Regions from separate parts of the Sus scrofa genome. Here all the other regions are linked to region 3. A link is a contact called in public Hi-C data. All regions are on one chromosome and are shown on one strand. The core of a region is the stretch at or near the end of the contact, and the rest is flanking DNA. Distances in the headings are between cores, read along the strand shown.

The links. Hi-C and Micro-C count contacts between places; a contact is called where the count stands out from the background.
Region 1: a Hi-C map of liver shows a contact between it and region 3, with 2.4 times the contacts expected there. The contact joins two enhancer-like sites. A contact is called at or near these places in 6 of 47 Hi-C or Micro-C datasets (embryonic fibroblasts, fibroblasts, liver and 1 more) and 1 of 2 datasets of contacts at active chromatin or transcription factors (alveolar macrophages).
Region 2: a contact with region 3 is called in a Hi-C map of liver, with 3 times the contacts expected there. The contact joins two enhancer-like sites. A contact is called at or near these places in 4 of 47 Hi-C or Micro-C datasets (all in liver) and 1 of 2 datasets of contacts at active chromatin or transcription factors (alveolar macrophages).

What each region holds. Positions count from the first base shown.
Region 1 is chr15:128,161,577-128,165,998 of Sscrofa11.1, reverse strand. The region is part of intron 3 of LOC102164493 (a long non-coding RNA gene); the gene reads left to right. Among named protein-coding and RNA genes, the nearest start is that of IRS1, 140 kb to the left of the region's middle. Within about 2 kb of position 1,303, at least 4 of the 83 cell types and tissues checked have an H3K27ac peak or open chromatin away from gene starts, as enhancers often do. A contact at or near this core is called in alveolar macrophages, liver and skeletal muscle, where this site is marked.
Region 2 is chr15:128,195,504-128,200,435 of Sscrofa11.1, reverse strand. All of the region lies in intron 1 of LOC106506385 (a long non-coding RNA gene), which reads left to right. Among named protein-coding and RNA genes, the nearest start is that of IRS1, 110 kb to the left of the region's middle. Within about 2 kb of position 1,460, at least 5 of the 83 cell types and tissues checked have an H3K27ac peak or open chromatin away from gene starts, as enhancers often do. A contact at or near this core is called in alveolar macrophages and liver, where this site is marked.
Region 3 is chr15:128,075,425-128,080,373 of Sscrofa11.1, reverse strand. No RefSeq gene overlaps it. Among named protein-coding and RNA genes, the nearest start is that of IRS1, 230 kb to the left of the region's middle. Within about 2 kb of position 2,128, at least 22 of the 83 cell types and tissues checked have an H3K27ac peak or open chromatin away from gene starts, as enhancers often do. A contact at or near this core is called in alveolar macrophages, liver and skeletal muscle, where this site is marked.

The sequences.
Region 1 (4,422 bases), core at 54-2,553, 86 kb before region 3:
TTCCCTGCTAAGAAAACACACAGGTTTCCTGATTGGAAGGGAAGGTTGAAGAGAAGTTTCTTTTTATAGATGTTGGTTTTGGAGTGAGTTCCAGCCGTCATCACAGGTATCCATCTAGTCTCCTCAGTAAACTTGCTGTGACCTGGCCTTAAGGGGAACTTTGGCGGCCTCCACTCCAGGGCTATGTTGCTGACCCAACCTGAAATCCTTCTTTACGTTGAGTCAGCAGCATATCCCATGACTTTTGGGTGAGAGGTTCTTTTATATATGACCATAAAGCAAAAAGCCTTTTCTACATAGTGTTGAATTTCCCAGAGGCTATGACCAGGGATTAGACAGAGGTAAAAAAGTTTAAGAGATACTGCTAAAAAGTGTTGAGTCATGCATAACTTGGCTTAGTCCTGTCCTTCAAGTATTTGTGGAGAGCAAAGAAGACTGTGGGTAATTGGGAATAAAATGTGTGGCTTTTCACACACTGGGCAGCTCAAATGCAAATCAAGTCCCTTAAAACCTTTTAACTTTGATGAACTTCATATTAAAAGACACACACACACACACACACACACAGAGTCACCTATTTATTTAATTTTTGGCTTGTGTTGCTTCTGCTAGGGACGCAGTGCTCTAAGACCCACGTTATATAAGCACATGAAAGTTTTTCTTAAAAATGATCCCATTTATAATCTAAATATAAAAGTCTCAAAAAAGGCTGTGTCAATACAGAGCTGACCAAATAGATCTGATCTTTACCGTTCTGGCCTTTATTTGTTTGCTTGTTTTGGCCTTTTCATACTCATTCTAGGGCACTGGCTCCCCACTGTTGTTTTCCCACTGACTTGGCTCAGGCCTCACCTTCCTGTAGGTAACGGCAACACCCTGAGCCCTTGGGTGCCACACAGACGCTACTGCTCTTTTCCCTCGAGTGTTATTCTCAGACCCCTCAACGCATGGATGACCCAACATCACGGATGACAAATAGACGCTGGTCTGATTTATAAGACAGTCAGTGCGAAAAGACCACATTCCAACACTTAAATAAACGTGCTGACCTCAAGCTCTAACTGATAGGTTGGTATCCTCCAGGTCTTTTCACTTCAGAGCTTTATTTAACTAGGAGTCATCGTTTGTTCAAACATTAACAAACATTGATAGTACTTAATGAGGGAGTATTCAGAGTAGAACAAAAACTTTGATCTTGGTACTCAGGAAATTTGGTTGTGATCACATCCAACACGTGACATTACTAGCTTTGTGACAGAGCCAATTGCTCAATTTATCATGAGTTTCAGTTTCCTTATCTGTAAAGTGGGGCTAATGATCATCAGCCGCAACTCATGCATAGGGTTGTTGTGATCCCAAGCAATAGGTTGAGGGAGAGTGGTGGTAAGTTTTAAAGCACTGAGTTTCTACAAGATAGCATTTCATCACAAATAATGACTGAGTGTTTATTAATCTGCTGGCACCCTCTGTGCGCTAAGCACCAAGTTATATCCAATATAGAATAAATGGGTAAGACAAGGTCGGGGTTGCACGTGGAGAAGCTCATGGAATGAGAAAGAATTAACACTCTCTGGCCCCTATCTAAGAATTAATGAGAGTTTAAACTCTGATTAATGAGCTTCACAAAGATTTAACCAGTGCTGATGGAATTTTGGTACATTGGGCTCAAGTTTGGTTTTGAGTCAAGGTGGTAAGATTGAAGCCTTTAACTTATTTATTAAAATAGGACTGTTAGGGAACATTCCTGAACATAATCAAAGCCATTTATGACAAACCCACAGCAAATATAATACTCAATGGAGAAAAACTGAAAGCCTTCTCACTCAAATCTGGAACAAGACAGGGATGCCCACTCTCACCACTGCTATTCAACATAGTGTTAGAAGTCCTAGCCACAGCAATTAGACAAACAAAAGAAATAAAAGGCATTCAAATAGGAAGAGAAGAGATAAAACTGTCACTGTATGAAGATGACATGATACTATACATAGAAAACCCTAAGGACTCAACCCAAAAACTGCTTGAACTGATTAATAAATTCAGCAAAGTAGCAGGATATAAGATTAACATTCAGAAGTCAGTTGCATTTCTGTATACCAGCAATGAAATATTAGAAAAGGAATACAAAAATACAATACCTTTTAAAATTGTACCTCACAAAATCAAATACCTCGGAATACACCTGACCAAAGAGGTAAAGGACTTATATGCTGAGAACTATAAAACCTTAATCAAAGAAACTAAAGAAGATGTAAAGAAATGGCAAGATAGTACACATTCATGGATTGGAAAAATCAATATTATAAAAATGGCCATGCTACCCAAAGCAATCTACAGATTCAATGCAATCCCTATCAAATTACCCATGACATTTTTCACAGAACTAGAACAAACAATCCAAAAATTTATATGGAACCACAAAAGACCCAGAATTGCCAAAGCAATCCTGAGAAGCAAAAACCAAGCAGGGGGCATAACTCTCCCAGACTTCAAGCAATATTACAAAGCCACAGTCATCAAAACAGTGTGGTACTGGTACCAAAACAGACAGACAGGCCAATGGAACAGAATAGAGAATCCGGAAATAAACCCTGACACCTATGGTCAATTAATCTTTGACAAGGGAGGCAAGAACATAAAATGGGAAAAAGAAAGTCTATTCAGTAAGTATTGCTGGGAAACCTGGACAGCTGCATACAAAGCAATGAAACTAGAACACACCCTCACACCATGCACAAAAATAAACTCAAAATGGCTGAAAGACTTAAATACAAGACAGGACACCATCAAACTCCTAGAAGAGAACATAGGCAAAACACTCTCTGACATCAACATCATGAATATTTTCTCAGGTCAGTCTCCCAAAGCAACAGAAATTAGAGCAAAAATAAACCCATGGGACCTAATCAAACTGAAAAGCTTTTGCACAGCAAAGGAAACCCAAAAGAAAACAAAAAGACAACTTATAGAATGGGAGAAAATAGTTTCAGACGATGCAACAGACAAGGGTTAATCTCTAGAATATATAAGCAACTTATCCAACTCAACAGCAAAAAAGCCAATCACCCAATGGAAAAATGGGCAAAAGACCTGAATAGACTGTTCTCCAAGGAAGATATACAGATGGCCAGCAAACACATGAGAAAATGCTCAACATCACTGATTATAAGAGAAATGCAAATCAAAACTACCATGAGATTCCACCTCACACCAGTCAGAATGGCCATCATTAATAAGTCCACAAAAAACAAGTGCTGGAGGGGCTGTGGAGAAAAGGGAACCCTCCTGCACTGCTGGTGGGAATGTAAACTGGTACAGCCACTATGGAGAACAGTTTGGAGATACCTTAGAAATCTATACATAGAACTTCCATATGACCCCACAATCCCACTCTTGAGCATATATCCGGACAAAACTCTACTTAAAAGAGACACATGCACCTGCATGTTCATTGCAGCACTATTCACAATAGCCAAGACATGGAAACAACCCAAATGTCCATCAACAGATGATTGGATTCTGAAGATGTAGTATATATACACAATGGAATACTACTCAGTCATAAAAAAGGATGACATAATGCCATTTGCAGCAACATGGATGGAACTAGAGAATCTCATACTGAGTGAAATGAGTCAGAAAGACAAAGACAAATACCACATGATATCGCTTATAACTGGAATCTAATATATGGCACAAATGAAACTTTCCACAGAAAAGAAAATCATGGACTTGGAAAATAGACTTGTGGCTGCCCGATGGGGGAGGGAGGGAGTGGGAGGGATCCGGAGCTTGGGGTTATTGGATACAACTTGGAATGGATTTACAAGGAGATCCTGTTGAGTAGCATTGAGAACTATGTCTAGATACTCATATTGCAACAGAACAAAGGGTGGGGGGAAAAATGTGTACATGTAAGTGGAACTTGGTCCCCATGCTGTACAACACAAAAAAATTAAATAATAAAACAAGAAACAAATTAAAAATAAAATAGGGCTCTTTAAAAAAATTTTGGCCTATGGAGGTTCCTGGGCCAGGGATCAAACATGTACTGCAGCAGTATCCTGAGCCATAGTAGTGACAATGCTGGATCCTTAACCCACTGAGCCATCAGGGAACTCCAAGACTCTCTTTTAAATTATGAAATTAACGGAATTCTCTCGTGGCACAGTGGTTAATGAATCCAACTAGGAGTCCCGAGATTGCAGGTTTGATCCCTGGCCTTGCTCAGTGGGTTAAGGATCCGGCATTGCTGTCAGCTGTGGTGTAGGTTGCAGATGTGGCTCAGATCTGGTGTTGCTGTGGCTCTGGCATAGGCCAGTGGCTACAGCTCCAATTAGACCCCTAGCCTGGGAACCTCCATATGCCACGGGAAGTGGCCCTGGAAAGGGCAAAAAGACACACACACACACAAAAATTATA
Region 2 (4,932 bases), core at 211-2,710, 120 kb before region 3:
GCTCTTATTATTGGGTGAGCATTACCAGTGTGGTCAAAGGCGGGAATTAACTTTGACTTTGTGCTCAATCCAAGAGAAAAGTCAGGTAGTGACTACAACATATGAACAAGAGATTTGCAGACCCACAGCAACCCATTCTCCTCCTCTTCCTTTATGCTCGGCCATACCCAGCTATGCTCCACAAACAGACTGTGGCCTCAGACCTGAGTTCTGAGATACTCGGATGACAGGCTGGTGGTACTCTTGGTAATCTCTAAACCTGCCCTCAACTTTTCTGGGTAGGCATCATTTCCATGTCTGAAAATATTGGATTTTTTTAGTGGGAGAGGGATGGTAAACACCAAACCATTTCCATTTTCCATATAAACGGGAAGACCAGTAATCAGATTGAACGTTCAGAATCCATGTAATGGATTCATTTATAGGAACTTATACAGAGGACTGTGACAAGACCAAGTGCTAAGGGATAACATGAAATAGGCAGATTTGGAGACCGTGGCTTTGAAAGTCATTCAGCTCCATGCATCTTCCCCCCAGTGTGGACGGACCATCAGAGGGGAGAGGTAAGTGTAGATTTCAGCTGACCAGAGTAAAACTAGTTGCTGACCAATAGATCCTAAGTGCGAGGGATCACTTGGTAAGAACCTGCCTTGTTAAAAGCGACAAGGTCAAGTTTCAGGAATGGCAGTTCAGTTGTCACCTCAGATCTTAACATCCACAAGACTTACAGCCTGTAGGGCATAATGGAGCCCTCAAGTTATACTGTCTGAGATTTCATACGCCACTACAGTAGAAAGGGACCAGAACAGATCATCCATTTTCCCCAAATTTACATTTATTTGATGTAGAATTTGTCATTGTGGCTTAATGTGGGTTAGACTTACTTATCCCCAAGATTAGATTATATGTTCCTTGGATATAGTACAGAATATTTGCACTTATATTGCATCCACTTGGGCTACCAAGTGTTGGACTCATTGGAAACACACAGTTAAGTGTCTCTTGAGTTACCGTAAGGACGAATCATTTGTAATTATTACTGTTCTTCACAATACCTGTAGAAAATATACAGAATGCAAAAATGAAGGGAGTGGGGGAGATAAGAGTATACAGATACACAAAAAGTGACAAGAGACAAACTATTTTACAGCAGATTTTTCTACCCCTCTCTAACTCGCATAGCTGTATAAGTCATGGAGCCATGTGCTTTTAGCGCTTTCTTTGTGATTGCAGTCACATCTATAATTGTAAAGGCAACACACTAACTGGCATTTAAGCAGGAAAAGAGGGGCTGTGGTATTTGCAATGAAATGCAGAAAGAGCAGGAAAACGTGAACAAGCTGGCACTTTGCGGATCATTATTGCCCTTGCTTAATAAAGTAGTAATAGATGCTTCAACATTGCTTTGAAGTGGTTGCCAACTTCCTCTCAGCCCTGTGAAACCTGATACTTCTGCCTTTAAACAGTATGTGAAAGTGCAAACGGTAGTACTTGTGAATTCATTCAGCCACTTCCAAACTGTAGTCTAAGCCGGGAATGGGAATACAAGACGGAGGCAGGAGGGGGAGAGATGGCTTCTGCAAGTTTCGGTGGCTGGTTATCTGAGTTGGTTGACTTAGTTATGTAGACTTGAACTTTACAGAGATCAACATTGCTTTCCCCAAATGATCTAAAGGAATTAAAAGAGGGAACTTTGATCTTCTTAGAGGGTTGTTGTTGTGGTTTTCATTGAATAAGCTGATGGTAGAGTTAAAGCCAACTCAACACACATTCCATAAAACACTTATTGGGCTGCCAAATTTACTTGGTGCCTTTTAGAAGGTGGAAACTGGTGTCCAAATAATTATGGAGGGGATGTCAAGAGAATATTTTCTGTATTTGAACTGAGATGACAACCGCAAAAGGCTGACTCAGCCTAAGGCTGACATTTTTCTCTGCTGTCTGCACCACCCCCTTCCTGAGCAGGTGGTCCAAGCACTGAGGTTCTTGAAAATCATGCCACCCAGGAAACGAAGGAAGCTTTATTTCCAGAACTCTATTATGACCTTGGCTGCATCCTCACAATCTGTTGCATTTGGGAAGAACATGATAAGTAGGTCGTTGTCCTTGCTCGGTTGCTTCTTTACAAAGTGTTTGAGAGCAAAGGTTGCCTCCTCGGCGGCTCAGGGCCTGCTGAATTGTGTAAGAGAGTCAGAGGTCTGAATCTGCAACTTTAGCTCTTTCTGAAGCAATAAGCCTCTACATCAGAAAAGCAGAGTGATGACACTCTCATGTTACGCACTGAGATGCACAAAAGATCGCGTGGTAAAATAGAGAAGTCTTTGTCTGAGCCCTGGTCCAGAGCTGCAGAGGTCCTCCCTGAAAATTCATCATCCGGATGTCGTGAAGATCCCCAGCTCTGCTCTGCCATGAAAAAATCCATATTCTGCAGCCCCATTGTCCATAAAAACCTTTCTCCAGTGAAAGAAATTCTCCATAGCTGCCCTGTCCAATATGGCAGCCATGATCCACAAGTGGCCACCGCACCTGAGGAACTGGTTTCATTTTACTCATTTTCAATTCATTTTAATTTAAGCAGTCACACGTGCCTAATAGATTTCATGTCACATAGCACAGTCCTAGGGGGACCACAGCAGGATGTACACAAGCCCCCGTTTCATTGTGCTATTTAGAACTGATGGAGACGATGTCTGCTCTATGTGTTTAAAGTTTGGGAGATTCCATTTAGTTTTCCCATGAAGCTACGATGCTTGTCTTAAAAAGAAAACGCATTCCTGCACTAGGCTAAGTCCCTCAATAAAAACCAGAAAGAAAAAGAATGAAAAGAGAAAAAAATAAATAAATAAACCTGAGGTTACAGGTGTTGTTGGAGAAAGATTGATGATTATTTCTTGGCCAAACATTAGCTGTGATGAAAAGTGCTAACTTCTCAGCAAGTTGATCTGTCACCTTCTGTCATTCATTTCTGGATTAGGGGTTCCTGAACTTTTATCTGTGTTGGAGAACTGTCTAACTCCTTTCCAAACCACATCTTAGAAAAACAAAACAAAACACAACAAGGCAATAAAACAGAGAAAGGAAGATGTGCTCGGTGTGGGAAAATGCTTGACGACACAGGCTTCAACTTGCAACCAAGTCCTTCCCTATGTGGCTGTAACTCACTTATTTGGAGCTTGAAAAATGTACTCCATGGAAGTGCTGTTGTAATTTGCCAGTTTCCAAGATCACACTCTAGTAGCCTCTTTTACCCATCATGGAGTCAGTGATGGTGTGTTTGCAGCAAAAAATATTAGAAAAGACTTCTGTTGTACTTGTTGTTAATGGAAACCCAGATCAAAATATGAGTATTCATTATTTGATGCCACTCTCCAAAAATATGTTTGAAGTTTGAAAAGTTAAAAAAAAAAACAACTTTTGGTTTTGCTTTGTTCTGAAGTGTCGACTGCTCAAAAAAAAAGCAGATTAAACTTAGAAGTATTGGGAGACTTCTGGGAACATTCTGAAGAGTTATTTGGGATATGCTGGACTTATTGTTAAGGGTGTTTGCAGTTATTAACCCCCGTCCTATTTTCACTTCAGATATTTTATTTCAGATTGATAGCTTCCCTTTTCTTATTTATTTTTTTTTTTTTTTTTGTCTTTTTAGGGCTGCACCCACAGCATATGGAAGTTCCTAGGCTAGGGATTAAATTGGAGCTGTAGCCGCTGGCCTATGCCACAGCCACAGCAACACCAGGTCTGAGGCATGTCTGCAGCCTACATCACAGCTGGTGGCAATGCTGGATCCTTAACCCACTGAGAAAGGCCAGGGATCGAACCTGCATCCTCATGGATACTTGTCAGATTCACTTCTGCTGAGCCACGATGGGAACTTTGATGGCTTCCCTTTTCTTGACTGTGGGTTTATCAATCATATGGCTCTTGGAAACACTCATAGCCTTGTTTTGATTTGTGAGGAAGACAAAGAGAAGGAAGGAAAGAAAAATGGAGAGGGGGAAAGAGATTACTGCATGATGGACAGAAGTTGAAAGAGAGAAAAGGAAGACGTTCAGGTTTATGATGATGCTGGGGGGGCAGTTCACAGACTTGTGAGTAACAATGGTCTCCACTTACACAGACTTTCCTTCCAGGGCTGGGAACTGAACTAGATTATTTATATGAATTAGTTCATGGAATTCTCACAGCAGCCTTATGAGTAGGCTGTTTCCTCTATGCCTCACCTAGGGGAATCAACATTTAGAGATGAAACACTTCACTTAAGGCACTACCTCGGCTCCTTCCATGTAATAGATGAGTCTGGATATAAACGCCAGCCTCCTGACTGTCAAGCCCTGCCCTCACGTTACAACACACCCCAGACTGCAGTGAGAGGTGGCAAACAGCGGGTGTGGAGGGTCATGTTGCGTCTGAGCCCTTTGAGAAGGATGGAAGAGGTGCCTGAGAGGGTGTCAGATGGGTTCCTGGTACTTGTCACCAGGCCCGAGAGAGCTTAGGAAATGGGTTCTGAGCTGGAGGCAGAGAGATGGGATTGATCATGGGGCAACTGCTTGGCAGCGGGTATCAGAACATTCCTAAGCTAGAAGTTCCAAACCCAGGAATGCCTCTTTGCAAGTGAAAGCTCACTACCACCCTGGAAGCCGCTGAGACCACTTGCAAACTGAAATTGATGGCTGGATCCATTGTTGGGAAGGTGTTGGACGGTTTGTGGCTTTGTAGTGCTCACCTCTTCAAGGAATTTGCTTCAGAGAACATTCCCTCTGCTCTCAAAGGGTCAACTAGGCAAAATGTTATATTCATTCAAGCAATGGGCCTTTTCTGCATAGCTGCTACATGTGGTCAATCCTTCTGGTCCCCATAAATATTGGACAAACGCCTACTATGTCTGAGACACTCTTCCACGCCACAGAGTGTGATCAGCCCCGCGGACTGGAC
Region 3 (4,949 bases), core at 879-3,378:
TTTTGGCTGCACCCTGGAGTTCCCTGGCCAGGGATCTGATCTGAGCCACAGTGTCAACTTACACTGCATCTGCGGCAAAGATGGATCCTTAACCCACTGTGCTGGGCAGGTGATCGAACCTGCATCCCAGGGCTCCCAAGTGGCCACAGATCTCATTGCAACACAGTGGGAAATCCTAACTCTTTAAAACGTCTAAATACCTTCAGTTTCTCTCTCCATGGGGGCAGTGGCCGCTTCCCCCCGTTGTGTGCTCCAAGGTGGGGATGGGGGAGTGGGGTTGGCCATGGATGAAAAACAAGGCTGCCCATGAGAATCTGGTGTTTATAAAGTCAGATGTTTCTGAGTTCTCTCTCTCTCTGTGTATGAATGGTTAAGTTCAAACATATGTCAAATTTCTACATAGAGCTCACTGGTTGAATTGTCAATTTATTTGTGAACATGTGGGAGAATTTTTCTAATGTGTGGGCACAATCATTCTAGACCAATGTCAAAGTATCAGTCATTTTTCTTTCTGTATTTTAAGAACAATATCATAGAATGATACATTTATTCCAAGTGTGGTGTTTTTTTGTGTGTGTGTAAATTTTTTTTCTTTTTATAACCTAGAAAATTTTCTTGCCTTTCATCACTTTTTATAGCCACGAAGTAATTCCTTTCAATTGATTAAATTGCAAGGCTGAAAGTCATAATGCTATTACCACAGATATCATTAAAAATACGTATAACTGAAGAACAACAACGAAACCCTTTTTTACTGCATTTTTCTTTGTTCTTTATTCACAGAGGAAATAAACTCCAAGTATCTAATTTTGAAAGGTGAGGCTGGCTAGCCTTAGGGTTAAAACTCATGATAGATATTACATTTTCTAGAAAGCCAAGCAATTGACTCTGAACTTAAGTGGCAAATTAACGTGCTCTTTATATAAAGATAGATTAGTGCAATCTTGCCTTTAGTATCATCTCCGTACTGTGTTTGTGTCTATGTGTGTGCTGTCTTAGATTCTAATGGAACCATAAAAAAGGCCAAAAGTTCACAAATTTCATAAAAGGAAAATGTACAGAGAATCATAGCCATTGTGGTAGTGACTCTTGTCCCTAAACATTGCTTCTTAGGTAGTTTCATTAACATGAAAGCAATAGTTGCTTCACAGAGACATTTATTTTACGCTCATGTTTTGTGGCTGCAGTACACCAGGACTCTTCAGAAGAAAAAAAAAAGGCAGCTAAATTCCCCAAAAGAATAATTTTTAAATTCCTTCGGGATCTAGTGATTTTTTTGGAGGTCTACTTCACGTTCAATTCTGACAGACAAGGAATCCTATCACTTTGAATTCAACAGTATTCTTCTACAAGGGGATTTTTTTTTTTTTCCATGAGAGTTTTTCACCCCTGTTTGTCCTGGTTTTTCACCCCTGTTTGTCCTGAGGGCTTATGCCCTTTGGTGTTTGTAATGGCTAAGCTATAATTGAGGGTGTTTCTCACGGCCAAACACGGTTGAGAAAGAGGGTTGGAGAAATGTGAGCTTTGAATGCATAAATGAAGTGGTGTTCCAGGAAAGGGGACAGGGGCTTCTCCTTGTCAGAGGGAAGAACTGCTACTGGTAAGTGGGAGGAGGGCACGGTAGTGATTTGGATGCAATCAGATCACTCGCCTTGTGAGTCATCGTTAGTCACACCCACATCCCTTGCTGACTCCTCTCTGTCCCATTTTTTCCACGGTTGCATCAGGGATCAGCATTGCAAACAGCCAGGCACTGAGTCAGCTTCTCTATTGGTAAAAGGGAAGCAACTTGAATTGTTAGCCTTTGGCAGGAAAAAACAAAATTAAAAATCCTTATTCTAAGGCTGCGTGTGAAGAGAAGGAACGTCTTTATTGAGCTTATAGGTTTTACTTATTATGTAGAGTCACTGATGTATAATATTTGCTGTGGTCTGAATTGTATCTCCCCCCACCACCCCCAAATTCATATGTAGAGCCCCTAATTCCTAATATGACTGAGTTTGGAGATGGGGCCTTTGAAGAAAGAATTTGGGTTCGAGGCGGTCATGAGGGTGGGGTCCAAGTCCGGGGACCAGTGCACTCCTAAGAAGAGGAAGAGACACTAGGGATGCCCAGGCTTAGAGGACAGGCCACGTGAGGACACATCGAGAAGGTGGCATCTCCAGGCCAAGGGGAGAGGCCTCAGGAGACACCAGCCTTGCTGACAACTTGACCTTGGATTTCCTGCCTCCAGAACTGTGAGAAATAAATGTTGGTGTCCCCCAGTCTGCGATGCTTTGTTAACGGCAGCTCTGGCAGATTAATACACTGTTGATGGATGATTCCCACGCAATCCCTTATTCAAAAATGACTCCGTTGTACATACTTCTACCATTTGTACATATGGTTAAATACTGTTCTTATTTATTGGAAACACATCCCAAGCCTTAATGGCTCTATTGCCTTGTTATTAAGGAGACTGCAGAGATCTAGAATTATTATTATTATTTTTTTCCTGCGAATATGGTGACACAGCTACCAATGAGAGAACTAAGGAATTAAAAATAGTTAATCAAATTTTCAAATGTACTTATGAATACAAGGTCATCAGCACATGGGCTCCCAGAGAGGCTGAAAAGACCTGCGTGTATTGCATTCATCTGTAGTTCAGGAAGACTCATCAGCCTTAAACACGCAAGTCTGAAATGTGAGGAAAACATGATAGCTGCCCACATACCCCTTGCTTGAGCTAACATATCCTTAAGGTAGGCGCTTTTGCCAGCTGATTATGTGGTAGGAAGATAGTTAGGAATATATAACCTAACAAATAAATATCAAGAGATGCCTCGTGGGAGTTGTTACAGTGGAACAAAAGAACTAAATTCTTGACTAATTTTTTAAGCCTTAAAACTGGAGCACACACACAATGCAGATGACATAAGACACAGCAACTTCTTTCTCTACTCACCCTTTCTAGATAAACAGTCCATGGACTTGGCATGTGATGAGAGTCAAAGGTGAAGAATAAAGTTGAGACATAGGCTTTTGAGAAACAACCAGGAGCTAGTGTCAGCAAGGAGCAGGGAAGAGACAATTGAAACGTCTGTTGGGTTAGTCCACCTGAGAGTTGAGGAGACCAGTTCTTTGCTTCCTGAGCACAGCTCTTAGATGTTTCAATTTTTCTAGTTTATAAGACATTTCCCATGGCATGGCTTAGAAGGCTTGAGGAGAAGTGTTTGGACACATGGGCCAGAAGTAGCCTCATTGAGTTTCCTTACTCCTAGTCATAGATTTCCTGGGTATGCATGAGGGGCTCCGATGTGGCCCCAGGGAGGTCTTATGCTGAAAGGAAGTGTTTCTGTCACTTAACTGCTGAAGAGCTGAGACTCTCAGATGTGTGGGCAGCTGCTGCTCCTGTACTTCTAGGTTTTGATCTACTCATGTTTGTCAGGCCACAGGGCCATCTCTGGGGATGACCTTGCATTCTGTGAGATTATGCTTCTCTCTTCCTTATCCTCACCTAGTGAAAGAGCCCTCCAAATAAAAAATGGAGTTTATTGTAAAAAAGGAAACATTTCATTTTTTGTATATCTGGGTTTGGTCTTAAAAGGCCACGGATGCCCCAACTTAATCTTAACTGGTTGGTGGGGGCAACCAGTTCCCACCTGGTAGAGTGGGCGCATTTTGTATTTGGGAGGCAGATGTAGAAAGGTGAGAGGTAGGCCAGCAGGATAGTCTCTTGGGCCTTGAATGCCCATTTCCATAACTGGTTGTCTTTAAAAGAATGGGAACTTCTGCTCTAAAGACTGAGTGCTCTATTAGGGCTTTGTGGGTAACATGTGCTTCTTGTCCTTTGTTTCTGGTCTTATTTTAAATCTCCTAAAGAGACTCCTCTTAGCCTAATCCTCAACAGGATGGTGTGCTTAGATTATATGAAGGTTTTGGGGAGGGGGCCGGTTTCCAGAAACACAAGGCAAGCTAGATTCTTACCACCAACTGGAGTAGATGCAATTGCAGACAGACTCTGGAGCCATGCTGGCCATTCATTGTAGAACAGTTTAGATATGGGAGAAACTGGGTCAAGGACAAAAGCCCAGGACAGAGGACATCAGAGCCAGGACAGTGCAGGGCCTGCCCTTCCGCAGTGTGTGCTCATCTTCTGTTTCAATTACAACCAAACTTGTCTTCAGGTGATTAGATCTTTCTCTGGAGGACATTTCTTAAAATCTCCTGAACAAATATCATTTACCTAAAGCATTCCATGCCACCATGTTCTTAATGACTTGAGAGGGAATCTATTTCGATGTTTTGTGTGTCCTTACAATAAATAGGTCGTTATAAAAGCTACTCCCCCTACCCTATGATTTGCAAAGAGCTCTTTTTACTTGGCAGATCCCTGAAAGTCTACAAATTTTTCCTCCTAGGAATGGAAACTGAAATCTCTCCTTTGGACACTTTAAAAGCACAAACCATCCAATGTGTAATAATCAGGTTTTCTCACTCCTTGGCCACCCATTGATCCTCTTAAAATGACCTGCTTCTTCACTGCCTTTTGTCACAGAGTTGCTGTTGGGAGGCAGATAGAGAACAGGCCCTACAATTTGCCATGTGCTGCCTGCATGAACGGGGTGTGCCTTGTCAAAAAGAACAATGGAATTAATTACTTGAACAGAAATTATCCAGCTGGTAGTTGGAGAGGGATAGGGTATGGAGTATGGGGAAAGGCCTGAAGGTGGGACTAACAGACCTGAAGCTTCCTCCTAGAAATTGCCAGTGGAAAAATATGCATTTCCCAATAAGTAGTATTGGTAAGGCAAGGAAATAAAGAGAAAGCGAGGGAAGAATGCAAATCAGAAGGCATATATTTGATTCCATAGACATCGAACTTATTTTTCTTCCCAGAGGGATGCTGGTCTGTGCTTGAACAGAACCCATCAGTTGAGACGGTGGCATGCCCCCAACCCCAACAG